2 separate regions of the Athene noctua genome follow, and region 2 is linked to region 1. The links are chromatin contacts, called in public Hi-C maps. All regions are on one chromosome and are shown on one strand. Each heading gives the region's core, a stretch centred on a gene start, on an enhancer-like site or on the middle of the called end of the contact. The rest is flanking DNA. Distances are from core to core; before and after follow the strand shown. Region 1 holds the start of GPR50 (G protein-coupled receptor 50). Region 2 holds the start of VMA21 (vacuolar ATPase assembly factor VMA21).

Region 1 (3,622 bases), core at 1,000-3,499:
GCTCTCATCCTAGACAGCACCAGCACAAACACCCCTGCCCTGCAGCTGGTGTAGGGGCAGTGGGGTTCAGCAGAGTTTGCATTAATACCCTTCCCATTGTTCGGCAAGCTACTGTTTGCTATCACTAGGCAAAACCCGTTCCCTGTGGGATGTCCCCGCTTGGTGGCCAACGGAAGGCGCTAGAAGACAGCACCAGCAGGTTTGGTGCTCACAGAAGATAGCTGTTCTGAGTGCAGGTTTACTGGGGTTCTTGAAAGCTTCCAGAGGCAGGGGAGAAGCAATAGCATTGCACACATCTTTAAGCAAAGCACTCAGAAAGGCAGCTTCTTCCATGACTTCAAGCACCATCTTCATTAGTTTCAAACCATGTTTCTACTAGCAAGTCCAAGACACCTGCATATAAAGTTCAGGTCCTCTGAAGTCACATCCCAGTCCTCCACATCTGAAATACATCTGAGAGTGTCTTAATGGTGCAAACAGGTGCCGGAGCAGAACAGCGTGACGGTGAAAGGTGCTGGATGGATGTGTCCACGTGAGCTGCTCCAGCCCCTGCTCCTGTACCGCAGGTACGTCCTGAACACATGCCAGACGAAAGTCTGTGAACAAAATATTTGGTTTACACAGAGAAAATATTAGCAAAACTATACAGAATTCAGTGCAGAGTACCAACCAAGAAGTCAGCAGAAACCAAACTTCAAGCCAAAATGCTCTCTTTGACAACTGGAAAATGCATGTGTTTGATCATTATCTTCAAAAAACCCATTTTGTTTCAAAATTGAGTGCTCTCCAGTCGTGGGGAAAGGGTAGAAAGCTGCTCAAAGCAGCTTGCCTCAGCCAAGGCCTGAGTTGGATGCGGGGCTGGCTTTGACCCCATGCCACGGGGCCAGGGCAGACCCTGTTTGCTGCTCGTTTCGGCTGTGCCTCGCTGCTGCTGGCGGGGAATAAGCTATCAAAGCATTTGCTTTTAGCTTTGTTACTGAGGCACTCAACCGGGCAGTTGTAAAACCCCCAAGCTGGGTTGTGACACAGCCTTGGCCTTGGCTGGGGCGCTCTGACCCGCGCAGAGAAGCTGCTCAGGGCCGAGGCCGGGAGAGGTGCCGCTGGGGTGGGCTGCCCCGGTGCCCCCCTGCCCTCTCCTGCCCCCCCCCAGGCCCTAGCACAGCATCACGGCGGATGGCCACACCTCATAAATCCTATTTTCTGTGTTTATTTTCTAAATGAAGCTGAGAATTCATGTGGTTGCAGTATGGCAGCCGCAGTCTGACCACAGGGGCTTGGCCTCTTCTTTCTCACGCTGGTGTGGAGTAAAGCACAGAAGGTGCCTGAAGTCCCACCCTGAGATCGGAGGGGGGGCGGGGGGGCAATCCCCGCGGGGAGCTGCTTGCCCGGGGCTCAGAACTGCGCAAGGGGACTGCTGAACCTGGAATTACTGCCGAGGCTCCCGCAGCGCACACGCTAGAATCAGTAACAAGCATTAAAACGACAGCGAAGGGGGTTGTTCTCACATAACTGCTTGAAAAAGTTCTTGCGAGGATGCGTTTGGCTCGAGGGGGGGTGGGGGGTGGCGCGCTGGCCGCGGAGCGGGGCTTGCAGCGGGCAACAAAGGCAGAGAAAACCCTCCTGCGACACGGAGAATGTGCAAACCTGTACCTCGGCTCCTCTCCCTTTTCCGCACCCCTGCCGGGAGCCGTCGGAGGCTCCTCGGCGGCTGCGACGGGTGCGGACAGCCCCGGCGCTCACGGCTGCCTGCCCGCCTCCTTCCCTCCCCGGGTCTCCGCTTCGGGCCGGGCCCGCTGCCCCCGATCTCCTCCGTGGGCAAAGAATAAACATAATCCTTCACCCTGACCGGCCATCCCCTCGGCGCAGCGCGGCGGCCGGCTCCGAGGTGGAAGGGGGGGGGGGGGCGAGTTCAGAGCCCGGTGGGGGGGGCGGGCGGGCTCTTGGCACGGCGGGAGCCTGGCCCCGGGGCTGCCCCGCCGCTCCCCGCCCCGTCCCGCCGTTGCCCGCCGCCGCCGCGCGGTGGCACCATCGGACCGGAGAGCGCGGCGGGTGCCCCGCTCCGAGCACCGGGCAGCCCCCACCCCCCCCGTCTCACACCCCCCCCCCCCCGCCCCGGGCAGGGCGGTGGCACCGCCGGGGGAGGGGGCGGCGTGCACCCCCCGGGACGGGCGCGCTCCTCCCCGCGGCGGCGGCCCGGGGGCTGCCGTCGGGGCGGGAGGAGGAGGAGGAGGAGGAGGAGAAGGAGGCGGCGGGCAGAGGCGCGCATGGAGCGGGCGGGGAGCAACGGGAGCTGCCCCGGCTGCCGGCCGGAGCGGGGTTCGTCGGCGCGGGCCGCCACCGCCTTGGCGGCCGTGCTCATCTTCACCATCGTGGGGGACGTGCTGGGCAACGCGCTGGTCATCCTCTCCGTGCTGAGGAACAAGAAGCTCCGCAACGCCGGTGAGCGCGGGGCGGGCGCGGGGGGCTGCGCGGCCGCGCTGCCAACTTGCCGGCGGCGGGTGGAGCGGAACGGAGCGGCACCGCACCGCGCCCGGGGCTGCCCCGGCCCCGCGCGGGAGTCGGCGGAGCCGCGGCCCCTCCTTGGCACCGGAGCGGTGAAGGGCTTCTTGGCCCCGGGAGCCGGTGGCGAGTTGCCCAGGAGGCAGAGGAGCACCCGCCCGCCGCTTCTCTGCGGTGACCCGAGCTACCGCGGGGTCCCCCCTCGCTGTCCGCCCGCCCCGTCCGACCTCCCGGGACGTGGCTCTGCCCCGGGCAGCCGCGGGTGGAGGAGCCTGAACTCCCGCCGCCGCGCAGGGAACGGCCGCAGCCCTCCCGCCGCACCGGGCTGGGGGGAGCCGGCGGCCAAGGAAAACCCGGGTGCCAGGCAGGGGCAGGGGAAGGACCGCTCCTGCCTTTAAGACGAGTCTGTGACAACGCTGAACACTTGCTTTTACGGCCCAGCCTTGCATCTGTTTTAACATATTCCTCTTAAAGCTGCTGAGCTTTAGGTGACCAACTGAACGCAGAACACAGATTTTTTTCCATGTTTTTTCCATGGGTAGTTTGAAAGTCTGCTTTGGAGCCTTAGGTATTGACCTCCCTAATGAATTAATCTAGGAAAATTACCAAAATTATATTGATATTAACCATTTCTAAGAAGGCTGTGGTTTTTTGAGGAGGAATGTTTTGCTTTCAAGGTGCTGTTATTTTAGCAAAGAAATAAAACTGGATATGAATTGCTCTGTAAAGAGTTAAAAGGAGTCTGTGTAGCGCTGCTTAAAACATATCACAGAGTATGTTTTGCTAAGGACTACACCACTGCCCACTTCTACAGTGAAAGATGTAAAATGACCTTTAGTTTTACAGATTATAAAATGGTTTTAATGAAATATTTCCAGTGTTTATAATGTGTAAAACAAAGTTGTAAGTGTTTTGGAGATGCTGATCTCTGTCCCTCTCAATCTTCTGTAAATATGGAGTAACTCAACAAAGTTTGGTAAAAGCAGCTGATGGCTAAGACTGACGGGACAATTTCCCCCCAGCGCCCTTAACATTTGATTTATTAACGATAGCACACAAATGGCTACTGGCTCGGGCAGGCGCTGGATGCAGTGACCTCCACCAGTGAGTTGCTCTGTAACTG
Region 2 (3,859 bases), core at 882-3,381, 190 kb after region 1:
GCATCTTTATGGTAAGTTTATATGATGCGAGACTTATTCCACTTTTATGTTTCCTTGTTTTGTTATTTTGTTATTAAACTCTCATATGTCATTGCCTTTCCTACTGGGGAAACAAACAGGAAAGTCAAACCAGAAGTGGAAAGAACATCATGTATCGTGTGATTAAATGTTCACCGCACCTACATTCATATTTTTCAGTCATCTGATTTATATCTTAACTATGCACTGATTTTTTTGCCAAATTATTTTTGTTCGCTGAGTAATCCATAAATAAACAAAACCTTCTCACACGTTTGGCTTGGATTTTGTGAGTGGCTAGCTGGAGTTTAATTAGGTTTTTTTAAGAACTAGTTTCAAGTTTTAAGCTCATGTTACACAGCAAACCCTTCTTCCATCCCCATCCAACTGCGTACGGGCTACAGTGCACACCCCTGGTCCACATCAGGCTCCTTCTGCACCCCTCATGCAAATTGTCTCTCTTGCTTGCTCAGGCAGCACTGAAATCAGATGAGAGGAGGGCTGTAGTAGAGTGTAAAATTGGTTGGTTTATAGTGAAAATGTGACCACGAGAGCCAGAGCTCCCTCTGAAAGCACTGAACAGCCTGAACTGTGCTGCATCTTCACAAACAGGAGAGAGCTGCTGGCTGGAATATGTTCATTGCTGGGGGAAAAAAACCCCCACTTTCTAATAAAATTCACCTTCTTTCGCGCATATGCTGGGGTAAACATAATAGAAGGCCTCACTATTCACAAAGGGGAGAAAATGAGTGCCGCAGACTGTTGCTCCTTCCCTCTCACCTTTACACACTGTAGCTGCTGGTGCGGTGTAGTGGCCGTTGCCTCTAGCCAGACAAGGAAAATTCACATGCAGACTCACAGCAGGAATTACCAAGAACAAAGTGCTTATTGCTCAGTCTTACTGCTTGCAAAGAAAACAACCCTCTCTTACATTTCTCCTTTTCCAGGGTCACAGGTAGCAGAACGCCATACTGGCGGATGAAAGACGAGGCCGCCATGCCATGTGCTATGTGACACTGTAGCAAGGAGCAGGGCAGAGGCCACAGTGCTGGGCTGCAGGGATGCTGGCTGTCTGCACGCTGCAGGAAAACATGAGGGAAGAGTTATGGGTGCAGTTAATGACTCACACAATTAAGATTTGGCATGGCTGAGTGGTAAGGTAGCAGCATGAAAGGGGCAAATACCTTATTGTTGTGGTATATGAGACTCAATTAAATGGCAACGTCCAATTAAATGGCTTCCAGAGCTATTGGAAGCTTGCAATGCTGCGTGTTCCTGCTAGAGCTGTTCACTGAGTATAAACAATTAATTTCCCTGCAAACGAGACAGATGGCATAGCCCAGAGATTATAACACTCTGGTCTTCTGTTGAAAAGATGGGTTCAGGTCCATCCCTTGGCGAGTATTTAGGTAAAGTAGCATCAACAGGAGTGTGAACGAATAGCTTAAACAGAGCATCATCTTGGAAACACTTAGTGCTCAGCCAGGCTACAGGAGAGGGAAACCTGCCTGAGGCCTTGGTGTCTCATTTGCAGCACCTATTAGTTGTGTGAGGGGCTGTTTATCTCTGGTTTTGAGCAGAAATTGCATCTTTGCCTGGAGAAGGAATTTTGATTAGTGCCCAGAGAGCAGGAAACCTGTAAAAGAACCAACACTCCTCCTAACAGCACAACATAGAAAAGCCCTGTGGCTTTTAATTTGTAGTGTTTTGTACCACCGAGTTCATCAAAATGTCTCAGTAACATCTCAGTTTTTGGCTCCGAGACCACTGCCATTTGCTGGAAAGCCTTGCCCTTCACCCAAGCCACTGAAGCGTGGGCGCGCCTGACTGCAGTTGTGCCACGCACGGGCATTGCCATCGCCCTCAGGGAAGGCGCTCCTAAGCAGCACGGGTTGCTCTACAGTTTCAAGCGGGCGGTGGGCCAGCGCGGGGTAGTTGGAGACAGCACTGCCCAAGCACAACTGGCTGCAGCCGGGGGCCCAGCCGAGGGCCGCCGCCCGCCACCTCCCCGCGCCCTCAGGCCTGGCCGGGCGCGGCGCCCACCGCCCGGCCCTAGGCCGCGGCCGCCCCGCGGTTGCTATGGAGACGGCGGCGCTGCCGCCCTGCGCATGCGCCCGGCCGGCTTCCGGCGGAGCGGGAGCCGCGGAGAGCGGGGCCGTGAGCGGCGGCCATGGAGCGCTACGGCGAGGCGGCGCTGGGCGCGGGCCCCGTGCCCGACTTCAGGCAGTAAGTCGAGTCGAGGGGAGGGGAAGGGCCTGGCGGCGGGAGGGACACGCTCCCTGCGGGGTGGCGGGGCCTGGCGGCGGGCCGCAGCCTGGCCGGGGGAAGGGGGGTCTGTAGGCCGCGGCGGGCGGGATGGCGCCTGGTACCGGCAGCCTGGGGGGGTGGTGATGGTGGTGCAGCACCCCGGGGGTCAGCCGGGGATGGGTGTCTGCCCGTCCCGCACTGTTGGGGAGCCGGAGACAGTGGAGGAGGCCCCGGGTTTGCCTTGGCCGCGCTGTGTAACCCTGGGCAACCCCGAAACCCGAGCGCGGAGGCCGGTCTGCAGTTAAAAGCTCCGTGTTAGCGCTGAGGTTATACGCAAATACTTGTTTTTGCTGCTTAGAGAAGTGATGAAAATATGTCCGTGTAAGAAAGGTATTTGTCAACAGTGCAGTATTGAACTTCGGTAATAAGCGGGAGGTCATCTTAGTCTTCTATGGGTAGGTGTTACATAGAGAATAGTTTCAAGTTTCCGTAGGAAAAGTTTGAATGGTTCTATGCTTTCTACCCCGACAGATCGTGAAACGAAGTAAAGGCAAAGTTTCCAAATGCCTTTTTTTTCCAAGCTACTGAATATGCTATCTAAATGTATGGCAGTACATGATCAACAAGAAGTGCTGCTGGCTTTAGTGGAAAAGCTGTGTGTGGCTGCATGTCACAGTCTTTTGATGACTGTCAGATCATGAGATTTATTTTTTTTTCCCATTTCCACTTATTTTTCCGAAGGCACGTCAAGGATAAAATGTGTTTTCAAGCAATATACTATGGCACAAATTTGTCTTGATAGAACTTTTTGAAACTACGTATACAGAAATTGCTGTGGAGGTGCCTGGAAGTTTTAAGAATTATGTATCCCTGACTTGAATTGGTTTTTATGCATATTTGTGTTTTGAAGCCTTAAGGACACGTGCCATTGAATTCAGTAGTTGTTGAAAGTCAAAGGGGTATTGCTTGGCTTACATGTTTACTTCAGCATAACATAATGTAGTCAGCCAAGCAGAGTGAGTGAAAGCTGGTGGAAGCACGCACAAAAATGAGCTGTATGTGGTGTTTTGTAGATACAAAACCTGTTCCAGCAGATCAAGTTCGGGGAGACCTTATCAAGTGCATAATCCTTCATTGTGATTCTCTTGCTCAAGGTCTTCTAGCTTTAGGTCTGTGAATGCAAAAAGGTTATTAATGCTTTGGTGTTCTGATTATTGCTACGGTTATTCCAACTCCCTCCGTGGAAACTGAGAAATCATTTCAAATAGAGGAACAATATCTGATAAAAAGGAACTTCACTTCCAACAGTAAGCTGTTAAAATCATTCTGTGTACTTCCCTCTGTAACCTACCCTGCAGGATTTGTCATTTTCCTACACTTGTAGTTATTTTTTTTTTTTAAAAGGGAACTTGGCAAGTTTTAATGCACAGTACTGTCATATGACAAGTGCATAAGTATCTAATAGTATATATTTAATAATTACATAATATGATGATAAACTTATTAATGTAAACCCCCTATGTTGTTAATGCTTGCAGAGCAATAACAGGGAAAAAAATCTGAAGTCTGTTTTTCATCTTGTTTGTGAGCTTTC

What was found. A called contact is a pair of places that touch in the nucleus more often than the background predicts.
Region 2: a Hi-C map of heart shows a contact between it and region 1, with 5 times the contacts expected there. The contact joins the promoter of VMA21 here to the promoter of GPR50 in region 1. A contact is called at or near these places in 2 of 2 Hi-C or Micro-C datasets (heart and liver).

The regions. Positions count from the first base shown.
Region 1 is chr11:5,487,777-5,491,398 of bAthNoc1.hap1.1, forward strand. GPR50 (G protein-coupled receptor 50) reads left to right here and starts at 2,250. Exons shown (of 2, transcript XM_074915161.1): 1 at 2,250-2,439. The coding sequence starts at 2,265.
Region 2 is chr11:5,682,620-5,686,478 of bAthNoc1.hap1.1, forward strand. VMA21 (vacuolar ATPase assembly factor VMA21) reads left to right here and starts at 2,132. Exons shown (of 3, transcript XM_074915418.1): 1 at 2,132-2,244. The coding sequence starts at 2,189.